2 separate regions of the Hordeum vulgare genome follow, and region 2 is linked to region 1. Evidence: chromatin contacts called from public Hi-C data. All regions are on one chromosome and are shown on one strand. The core of a region is the stretch at or near the end of the contact, and the rest is flanking DNA. Distances in the headings are between cores, read along the strand shown. Region 1 holds the start of LOC123442546. Region 2 holds the start of LOC123442561 (probable receptor-like protein kinase At1g11050).

Evidence for each region. A called contact is a pair of places that touch in the nucleus more often than the background predicts.
Region 2: a Hi-C map of seedling shows a contact between it and region 1, with 4 times the contacts expected there. The contact joins the promoter of LOC123442561 here to the promoter of LOC123442546 in region 1. A contact is called at or near these places in 2 of 6 Hi-C or Micro-C datasets (leaf and seedling).

What each region holds. Positions count from the first base shown.
Region 1 is chr1H:426,977,479-426,982,742 of MorexV3_pseudomolecules_assembly, forward strand. LOC123442546 reads left to right here and starts at 3,072. Exons shown (of 4, transcript XM_045118620.1): 1 at 3,072-3,586. The coding sequence starts at 3,418.
Region 2 is chr1H:427,162,050-427,167,313 of MorexV3_pseudomolecules_assembly, forward strand. It overlaps LOC123442561 (probable receptor-like protein kinase At1g11050), which reads left to right and starts at 3,098. Exons shown (of 1, transcript XM_045118643.1): 1 at 3,098-5,259. The coding sequence starts at 3,227. The coding sequence ends at 5,158.

The DNA.
Region 1 (5,264 bases), core at 1,822-4,321:
TAGGAATAGACCCCATTGTTTTATCCTTGATAACAACGATGCATGCGTGTCAAGTCTCTTTCTGTCACTGAGATTGGGCACCGCAAGATTGAACCCATCACAAAGCACCTCTTCCCATAGCAAGATAAAAGATCAAGTTGGCCAGACAAAAATCAAATATAGGAGAAGAAATATGAGGGTATAATAATCAAGCATGAATATGTTTTCATAGATCTGATCATAAACTCACAATTCATCGGATCCAACAAACACACCGCAAAAGAAAGAGTTACATCATATGGATCTCCAAGAGACCATTGTATTGAGAAACAAAATGATAGAGAAAGCCATCTAGCTACTGCCTACGGACTCGTAGGTCTGATATGAACTACTCACGCATCCTCGAAGGAGCACCAGTGAGGATGATGAACCCCTCTGTGATCGTGTTCCTCTCTCGAACGGGCTCTGGATTGGATTTCGTGGCTTCTAGAACTTGCGTGGCTGAAACAATTTTTCGTCAACTTCTCTAGGGTTTTCTGAATATTGGGGTATTTATAGAGCTCATAGGCGGTGGAGGAGGCGTCCGATGACCCCACTAGACACCAGGACGCGCTAGGGGCCGTGGGCGCGCCCTGGTGTCTACTGGGCCGCTTGGGCCTCCTATGCTGCTCCTTCTTGGCTCCCAAGTATCCTTCTGGTCTAAAAAATTTTCCGTAAAGTTTCGTGGCATTTGGACTTCATCTAATATTGATTTTGTGCGAAGGAAAAAATAGCAAGTGGCACTAGGCACTGTGTCAATAGGTTAGTCCCAAAAAATGATGTAAAGTTGCTATAAAATGATCATAAAACACTCTGGCTCGTGAGGCTTCATGGGCCAGAGGGGCCCGACGCTTCGCGAGGCATGCATGGCCCACACCTCTTGCATCTTGCTGATCTCTTGAGCGGCGAAGCCCTGTGCCCTTGGCGCTTGGCGCTACATTCTCGGCTCGTGGGGGCGCGCGCGAGGGCGCGCCTCCACGAGGTCCCCGGGCACCCCTTTGTCACATCGACCAAGCCAGGCGGCTCCAGGCGGGAGCCCGGCCTGACGAGGGCGCCCGACGCGGACTCCTATGCCGAAGGGAGGAGGGCGCTGGTTTGGGGCGTGAGGCCCGTGATACTAGCGTCTACTGCGATACCCTTCCCCCTGGGGCCCGTGACCGTGGTGGCAGGATGCGTGGCACGTGGCCACCCGCGTCGAGCGTCTTCTTGAGGCAGACTGCTTCCGCTGTCACTGCAAGGTTGGTCGCGCCGGCCCTAGTGAGGGTGGTTCCTGAGGTCATCCCCTCAGTCGCTGCCGTAGTCACCTTCCCACCCGGCGGCGCGGGCGACGCAATTCTGGCGCTGGATGGCGCGCTCACTGCGGGAAGACCTGATTGCCCCGCGGTCCTCCATGTTGTGAGTGCACTCGTTGTGGTGAGCAGAAAACGTCCGCCGAGTCTTTCGGGCACGCCGCCGCAGGGGCTCGACGGCGGCCCAAAGCCAGTCACCGGGACCCAAAGGAGCAGGAGTACGACGCGAGGTGGACCCCGCGCGGGCCCCTCGGGCTGTGGGCTGAGCGAGTCGCCGTGCAGCGGCGGAGGCGGCTCGCTGGTCGAGCCCCCCGCTTTTGGCGCCGGGGGACGTAGGGCGCCAGGGCCCTCCTCACGATGGTGACAAGCTCGACGATGTGGTCTGCCCAGGCGTCGTAGCCTCCGTCCGTCGGGCGGTGGCGGAGCAGTTTGCTCGCTATGAGCAACACGTCCTACGCGTTCAAGTCTCCTATATGGACACTGGCCAAGGAATAAGCTGTGGGGGACGCAGCGAGGCGGCCGCCTTGCTGCACCGGGGGGCGCGGGGAGCCCTGTTGCTCCTGGGCGGCGCAGACGACGATGGTGGTGGCCGCTACGCTGGTGGGTCGATGACGGCCGTCCGTCACCGAGCGCTCGGGGCGCGCGCGGCAAGCGTTGGCCATGGGGTCGGTGAAGCTGGAGATGAAACTGAAGCTGGAGTACGGCTGCGCACCCCTACCTGGCGTGCCAAATGTCAGAATCGGGGCTCCGCAGACCCAGAAAGGTTCGAGCACTAGGGTGCGCTCGCTCTCTTGCTTTGTTCTGCCTCTCAACTTCACGATGACTCTCCGATGGCTCGAGCTAAGCCAGATGAACAAGAATACACGCGCAATTTACCTAGGTTCAGGCCACCTTGCGGTGTAAAAACCTACTCCTGCTTGTGTGGATTGCTTGTGGGAGAGAGAGAGAGAGTGTACAAGGTGGGTTGTTGCCCTAAAGGAGATGATGGATCCTTTCTACAGAGGCTGTGCCTCTCTTCTATACTCGCCTTGGTCCTCTTCCCCCGCAAAACACACACTAGGCAAAAAGGGTTGCCACAACGACCATTTTGAAAGGGGTCAAGCTGCAGCTTGCCCTGATAAAGATGGTCTTCGCGTGCTAAAGCTCTTCGCCATGATGCGTTGGTGCGCTCGGGGGTGACCTCCGTCTTGCCGAGCCCAAAGCCTTGGTCCTCTTGCACCAAATGAGAAGCTTTTGGGGGTTGCTTTGGGAGTCCGTCAGCTGGCCCCGCTAGCTTAGCACGAAAGTGGAAAGCCTCTCTCTCCGTGCCCGCTAGCACCGCTCCTGCGCTGCGTGCACAGCCTGCGTCACCCACGTGAAGATGCATGGTCACGAGACCGTGCCTGGTCGCCCTTGACGAGCCCGCTCCGCGAGGGCCTCGGGACGCGCCCTTATAACGAGCAGCCTCGTGCGGTCCTCGACAATGATCCTCCGGCGCTTGATCTTGCTTGCTGGGCCCGCCGCCAGGCTGAATCGGGCATGTGCAGTGCGTTGCGCTGGGGCCGCAGGCCGACGGGCCTGGACACCCCCGATTCCAAGGGCCCGAAAGTGGGGGTGCTTCTTCAACGAACTTGCACCCATTCGTCATCCTAAGATAGATAGTGAGGATTTTCTTCCCCGACATCGACAACCTCCTTCTTCATCTTCGGGACTACTTTTACTTATTTTCAAAATGGACTGACCTGAAATTCGAATAAGCTACCCTGTACATTTTTTTTAACAGTTGACGAATCTTGAGAGTCCGTTGGTTTGTAGGATTGGACGGCGCACCGTGTGGCAGCTCCTGCACGAACGGTCGAAATCAAGCTTCCTCGACCACAATCCGACCCCATCCAGGCATCCAGCCGCGGAATGAGACGGGACCCACGCGGCGTTTAGAAAAATCCGGAGCCGTGGTCGCGTCGGGAACCCGCTTCTCTCCTCCTCTCGGGCTCCGCTTCGCCTTCTCCGCAGCGCAGCCACTTCGGGATCGGGAAGCGGGAGGGGAAGGGAGAGGCAGGCGAGTCGCCGTACCCGGCCGCAGCTCCCCTCTCTCCGCCTACCCCTACCACCCCTCCCCTCGCCGCGCACGATGAGCTCCTCCTCCTCCGCCGCCGCCACCGCCCCGCCGCCGACGCCGTCCTCGCCTCCCGCCGACGAGGGACGGCCGAGGGAGGCGACGGAGGTGGACGACAGGGTAGCCTCCCACGTCGACCCGTTCCTCGTGGAGGCGCTCGACAACCCCCGCCACCGCCTCATGGGTACGTCTGCATCGCAACCTTATCTCTTTCGGCAATTCCCTATCTCTGTCGTCCTCGCGCAGCTAGGGTTACGCTGTCCTGCCTTTAATTCGTGATGACAGGATGTGTCGTTCGCGGTGGGTGCGTTTCGATGTGCGGTGTGATTTATGATTGGATTCGACGATTCGTGTTTAGCTTCTAGGGAGGGCTTCGTTTCCTGGTGTATGCCATAGCATCTGCCATCTGGTGTGGAATTGGGGGCTGGATTCTTCCCATGCTTGAGGTAGCTCGGAGATAGATGATGTAATTGATGCTCTGCAATTCGGGCTAAATCGAATCGAATTCCGCCAGTATGTCTATCTCATAGGCTAGAAGAGTGCTGGCTTGCGCTTCCTTGTTGCTACATACTACAATGTTGATTGTGCTGATGTTGTACTCTCCATGGGCTAGAGAACAATACTGACGCAGTTAGTAGTTTGCTCTGGTTGATATTGGTCAAGTATATGTGACTATTGCTGATAATAATGTGCAGATGCATGCTTATGTGATTCTAAACTTCTCTAGAAACGCCCTGTGCCTGCTATTCTAATTGTTATTTATCCCTGACATACCGCATTTCCACTTTTCTCTACCCAAATAGCAATTAGAGTTGCATTAGATATTATATTCTGAACTCCACAAGTGGCTGCTATTTCGGTAGCTCTAGACTCATGGTTTGGACCAGTATTCCTGTGTCTTGATAAACCAGCTGTATCCTGTTAGGTGTACAGACAATGATGAGATAGCCACTATTGCACAAGTCGCTGCTGTAATTAGGAAAATGATTCAGGGAGGGGGGCTGGTGATTAGTGATCTTCATCTGCAATTCTCAACATCTCAATGAGGTCATGGGGATGAGCTTCTTTCAATTGCAGGCTGCAGCTGATCTATCCTTTATCTGCGGCTGTTTTACAACTATATGTGCCTCATTTCCTTCCTTTTCAATTTATGTGGATGATAGAGTAGAACAAAATCCAGTATATGCAATTTAGGGCCAATTTAGCTCTCTTTATGCCTAGCATTTCCTGCCTTTTGTTTTCTATGTCCACTTCCTGTCCAAACTCGTCCTTTGCTGTGATTGGTGTGCACCTTTGCCCTCTGAGTTTTAGCAGAAATCTACAGTCCTGGATGGAGTACTCTCCTCTCCTGAGTGCCTCACTTATGGCTCTGCACATGCACAGCTTAGGGTGGTGTCTAAGTTTACATCTCCGTCAATGCTTTATACTGCATATAAGTTTTGTCCGCAGTCAAAGTATCTCTACTTTGACCAAATTTATAGAAAAAATTATCAACATTCAAAATGCCAAATCAATAATGTTAGATTCATTATGAAATTTAGTTTCATAGTGTATACATTTCATATTGTAGATGTTGATATTTATTAATATAAATTTTGTCAGACTTGACACAAATCTAATACGCGGAGTAAAAAGGACCGGAGGGAGTACATTAAAATCAAATAAAAAACTCTGTTACTGCGATAGCATCATATCTCTGTCCACAAGTATAGAAATCTACCTGAATTTGAGTATGTGATTTGTTTTAAGTTTTTTTTTTCAATTCATTCAGTTCTCTTACATTCTCTAGTGGTATTTGCAAAAACGACATGGTTCAACTTGCTGCATGAATTCTCACATGGGAAATACCTTAACATAGGTGC
Region 2 (5,264 bases), core at 1,848-4,347, 180 kb after region 1:
TAGCGGACATGGGGCGGATACGTACAGATGGTGAATGCTCCCAACGGGCAGACACAAAAGCGGACAACCGCATAGCAACACCATGACAAGCAACACTCTACATCCGTCCCGTCTTCTCTTCCTTGACACTGACGCCGACGCGGGCAAGAACCTCCTTCCGTCGCCCCTCCGCTCTTCCTCGTCAGCGGGCACCTCCTCGCGCCGCCCCTTTGCTCCCCGTTGAGTCGCCCCTCTGCTCTTCCTCGCTGGCGGTCACCTCCTCGTGTCGCCCCTCTGCTCCTCGTCGTGTCGCCCCTTCGCTCCTCGTCGTCGGCGGGCACCTCCTCGCGCCGCCCCTTTGCTCACTGTCGCGTCGCCCCTCCGCTCTTCCTCGCTGGAGGTCACCTCCTCGTGCCTCCCCTCCGCTCTTCCTCGTTGGAGGTCACCTCCTCGTGCCTCCCCTCTGCTCTTCCTCGCTGGCGGTCACCTCCTCGCGCCTCCCCTCTGCTCCTCGTCATGTCGCCCCTTCGCTCCTCGTTGTCGGCGGGCACCTCCTCGGGCCGCCCCTTTGCTCCCCGTCGTGTCGCCCCTCCGCTCTTCCTCACTGGCGGTCACCTCCTCGTGCCTCCCCTCTGCTCCTCGTTGTGTCGCCCCTTCGCTCCTCATCGTCGGCTGGCACCTCCTTGTGCCGCCCTCCCCTTCCCGCCACGTCACCCCTTTGCTCCTCGCCGCGTCGCCCCTCCGCTCTTCCTCGCTGGCGGTCACCTCCTCGTGTCGCCCCTCCGCTCCCCGTCATGTCGCCCCTTAGCTCCTCGTTGTGTCACCCATTCACTCCTCGTCGTCGGCGGGCACCTCCTCGTGTCGTCCCTCTCCTCCCCCCGCATCGCCCCTCCACTCCTCATCGCCAACTAGGCACCTCCTTGTGCTACCGCTCTGCTTCCCGTCACGTCGCCCCTCTGCTCCTCCTCGTAGGCTGGGCACCTCCTCACGCCCTCTGATCCCCTTCGCGCTGCCCCTCCGCCCCCTCGCCCCGTCACCGGATCTTGTCGGTGCCGAAGTAGGGGGCTCGCTCCACCGCGGGCTCCAGCTCCCCATGAGCTCCAGCGCCAACGACGGTTGCTCCGACGCGGGAGGTGGCGGCCTGCGCGGGTGGCCTCGCCGGTAAGCGTTGCAACGACCTCGCCGATGGCCTCGCTCCTCGTTGCGGTGATTGTGGAGGTCATTGTCCAACTCGTGTGCAGTCACTAAGACGTGGGACCAGGGCAGACATGAGCGGACGACAACGACCGACGTAAGCGTTTGCTTCTGTCCGCTTTCGTACCCATTTGTGCTCATATTTGAACCAAGTTTAGGTGAGTGCTGACAATAAATGGACAACATACGAACATGCGCATCCGTTTGGGTCGTCTCGTTGGGTTAAATTTTATATCCAAATGATCCAAACGAATAAATTGGGTCGCTGCTCTAAACTCCTTAGTTTTCGTACTTAAAGGGGGGACGCTAGGCATCAGACTATAGATGGAATGCATCCGTCAGCCCATCTGTCCACCGTAGGATCGAAGGAAGCGGGGACGTCCGATTTGCCTCTCAGGACTTCCACGAGAGGATATGATTAGCGCTAATTATGGATGTTTCCCATTAATTACAAGACTTTTGCATTAATCGCATGTAATTAGCTTCCTAACTATTTCTGGTTTGCTTCAAACGAACAAATATATTTTTAGTTTTGCAGATGTGTTTTGTGCAAGGGAATATCTTTTTTTAGATTGCGATGTGCTTCCAAAAAAACTCATTTTTTCCGAAATGCATTTTTTCACCAGAAGTTTGCAAGGAAGCATTTTTTTGTCAATGGAAGCATACTTTCACGTTGTAAACATATTATTCAATCGTAGAAGCGTTACTTCTAATGGTGGAAGCACCCTTTCATGCGATGCAAACATATTATACAATCATGTGATAGAAAACTTTTTTATTTTGTATCATCGAAGCCTTATTTCTATGATACAAAAGCATCTTTTTGGTTGCTTTAGAAATTTTATTTATTGTACCAAAAAATATTCACATTTGATAGAAACATTTGTTTCATCAAAGGAATTGTCTGAAACACAGAACAAGGATAGACATCACCTCAAATTCATCTGATACAAACAACATACAATTTTCTCTACAACAACACTAATTTCACTTATGCATAGGCAGCTTCGATGTACATTTTCAATTAACTGATCATATAAGAGCTCCTCACACGTCACGAGTTCTTCAACAAGGTAGCCTCCGATAAGAAGTGATCTCCGGTCTAGCACACTCAACACAAGTAGCATTCTGTTGAAAATAAAGATGCGCCTTAATCGGGTGGGAAAATATATGTATAGGAAAAATATAAGAAATAAATAATAAGCTAATATCAAGAGTGGCTGGAAACAAAAAATTGCCAGGATGGGGATCCAGGAATCGCCATTCAGATGGGGGCCTGAACCCCCTAATGCCAGGATGGCGCACCATCGATCTCGGTCGGGGCACACCGCACACATGGTGGAGTAGAGGATGGGGTTGCCGGTCTGCTCGACGACGAGGAGAAAAGAAGGAGCTCGCTCTGCTGCTTGATGAAGAGGGGAGAAGGAGGATCAGGGGCGGCGCCGTACGGAAAAGGGATCTGGCAAGGCTAGAGAGATGTGCCGCGTTTGGGGTGGAGCATGAGCTCCAGAAAGGAAACTGGATCAAGGCAGAAGATCCTGCACGGACGTTATGGGATGATCTTTTTATAACTTCCTTAATTACAAAAAAGGACTAGTTTTGAGCGTAGGATTTGAAATTGATAGACCACGTTTAAGTGGTCTGATGCTTGAGTCTTGTGGATACAAAGCGTTTGCCGTACTTAAAAAAGTCCTATAAGAGCGTCCAATAACGCCACGTCAAACAAAACGGCAAAGTCACAGCTACCACCTCCTCTTGGCTTCCGGCCACCTTCCGGTGGAACCAGCCAGCCCCTCCCACGTCTCCATCAGTCCGACGCACCCGACCCCGCAGGCCCCATCGTCATACTCTGCACCCATTATCCTGGCACAAAACTATAAATATTTCCGTACACGCAAGGCTTGGCTCAGCCGCCCCATTTTACTCCAACCACTCTCTCTCCCTCCCTCCTGCCCGCTACGGAGTATTTGTTTTTGTCTTCCCAGCGTAAGCTGAAGCCGACCCCTGTTCCACCGCTCGCCCCACCCTCCACGACCACCACCTGCTCGCCGAAATGCCGACGCCGAGGCTCCTCCGGATCCTCCCGCTTCTCCTGGCGCTGCTGCTCGCCGGCTCGCCGGACGGCGCGGCCGCGGCGGGCGGCGGCAACGGGACGTGCCCGCTGGACCTGAGCTACGTGCCCACGTTCCCGTGGGACCCCACCCCGTGCGCGGGGGCCGCGCCCAACATGACGGCCTGCTGCCAGACGCTGCTCTCCGTGTTAGGCATCGGCCTCGCCGGCCGGCTCCGCGCCACAGGCCAGTTCCGCGTCCCGTCCGCGGGGGCCTCCGCCGCCTGCCTCGCCGACTTCGCGGAGGCGGTCGCCGCGGCGCCGGCCTCCCTCCCGGGCGCCTCGCTCGTGCAGTCTTGCTTCCCGTCGCCAGATGAGTTCACCGCTTCCCCGTCCTTCTGCGCCGGCGTCACCACCGCCGCCGAGTACAGGGCCGTCGTCGGGAACGCCTCCGTCGCGGGCCTGGACGCCGCCTGCGGCACCGACCTCTCGTCCTTGCCGATCTGCGATCGCTGCCAGTCCGCCGGCATCGTCGCCACCTCCCCCCTCATCGCCGCCAGCGCCAACGCCACGGCCGACTCACCGCGGAACTGCTTCTACCTCACCGTCATGTACGCCGCCGGCATCTCCAGCGGTGAGGGACCCATCTCCCCCACCGCCGCTCATTGCATCCTCGGCCTCGGCCTATCCACCCCTCCCTCCCACCACTCCAAGTCCAATAACGCAGCCATCTACGCCACCACCATCCCGATCGCCTTCATCCTCGTCCTGTCAGTCCTTGCATTCTTTGTCTGGAGAAAGACAAGGCACGCCAAGAACAAGAAGAGGAACCACACGATCCCTGAGGAGGGGTCAGAGGGCCGGCGTCCGCACCTAAGGCCCAACACCGGGTCAATACTCTTCAACATTGCCGAGTTGTCCAAGGGCACGGACAACTTCGCGGATCGAAACCTCATTGGCCGCGGTGGGTTTGGAGTCGTCTACCGTGGGGTGCTCGCCGATGGGTCTGTGGTTGCCGTCAAGAAGATGCTCAACCCAGAAATGGACGGCGGTGACGAGGAGTTCACCAACGAGGTTGAGATCATCAGCCACCTCCGGCACCGGAACCTGGTGCCGCTGCGTGGCTGCTGCATTGTAGATGACGACATAGAGGAAGGGAAGCAGATGTTCCTCGTGTATGACTTCATGCCAAATGGATCGCTCGAGGAGTTCATCTTCCAGGACAGAGTAGGAGGCAGCAAGCGGGCGGCATTGACATGGACACAACGTCGGACCATAATAATGGATGTGGCAAAGGGGCTGGAATATCTGCATTATGGTGTCAAGCCTGCCATCTATCACAGGGACATCAAGGCGACAAACATATTGCTCGACAATGAGATGCGTGCACGCGTGGCGGATTTCGGGCTAGCCAGGAGGAGCCGAGAGGGGCAGTCTCACCTCACGACGCGTGTTGCCGGCACACATGGCTACCTGGCGCCGGAGTACGCGCTCTATGGACAGTTGACAGAGAAGAGCGACGTCTATAGCTTCGGTGTTCTGGTGCTTGAGATATTGAGTGGACGGCATGTGCTTGACATGACGGCTTCGACAGGGCCAGTGCTGATCACCGACTGGGCATGGACACTCATCAAGGCTGGCCAGTCAAGGGAGGTGCTCGACGATGCATTGTCGACGTGCGAGAGCCCAAGAGGTGAGGCCATCGAAAGGTTTGTTCTTGTTGGAATCCTGTGCGCTCATGTGATGGTTGCGCTCCGACCGACCATCACCGAGGCGGTGAAGATGCTTGAGGGGGACATGGACATACCAGAGATACCAGATCGGCCGCTGCCATTCGGGCACAACTTTTTGATGTTCAGCGAAGCTGGGAGCAACTTCAGCGCTTCACCGGCTATCAGCGGCCCTTTAATGGATAATGGGGACATGCTTAGATGATGTAATTCTCGTGTTTGTTCTGGTCAACTGAAGTCCAGAGTTGTGTGTCATTACCTCTTGATTATATTGACTTTTTGAATGAGGCATTCAAATGACCAAAATGGGA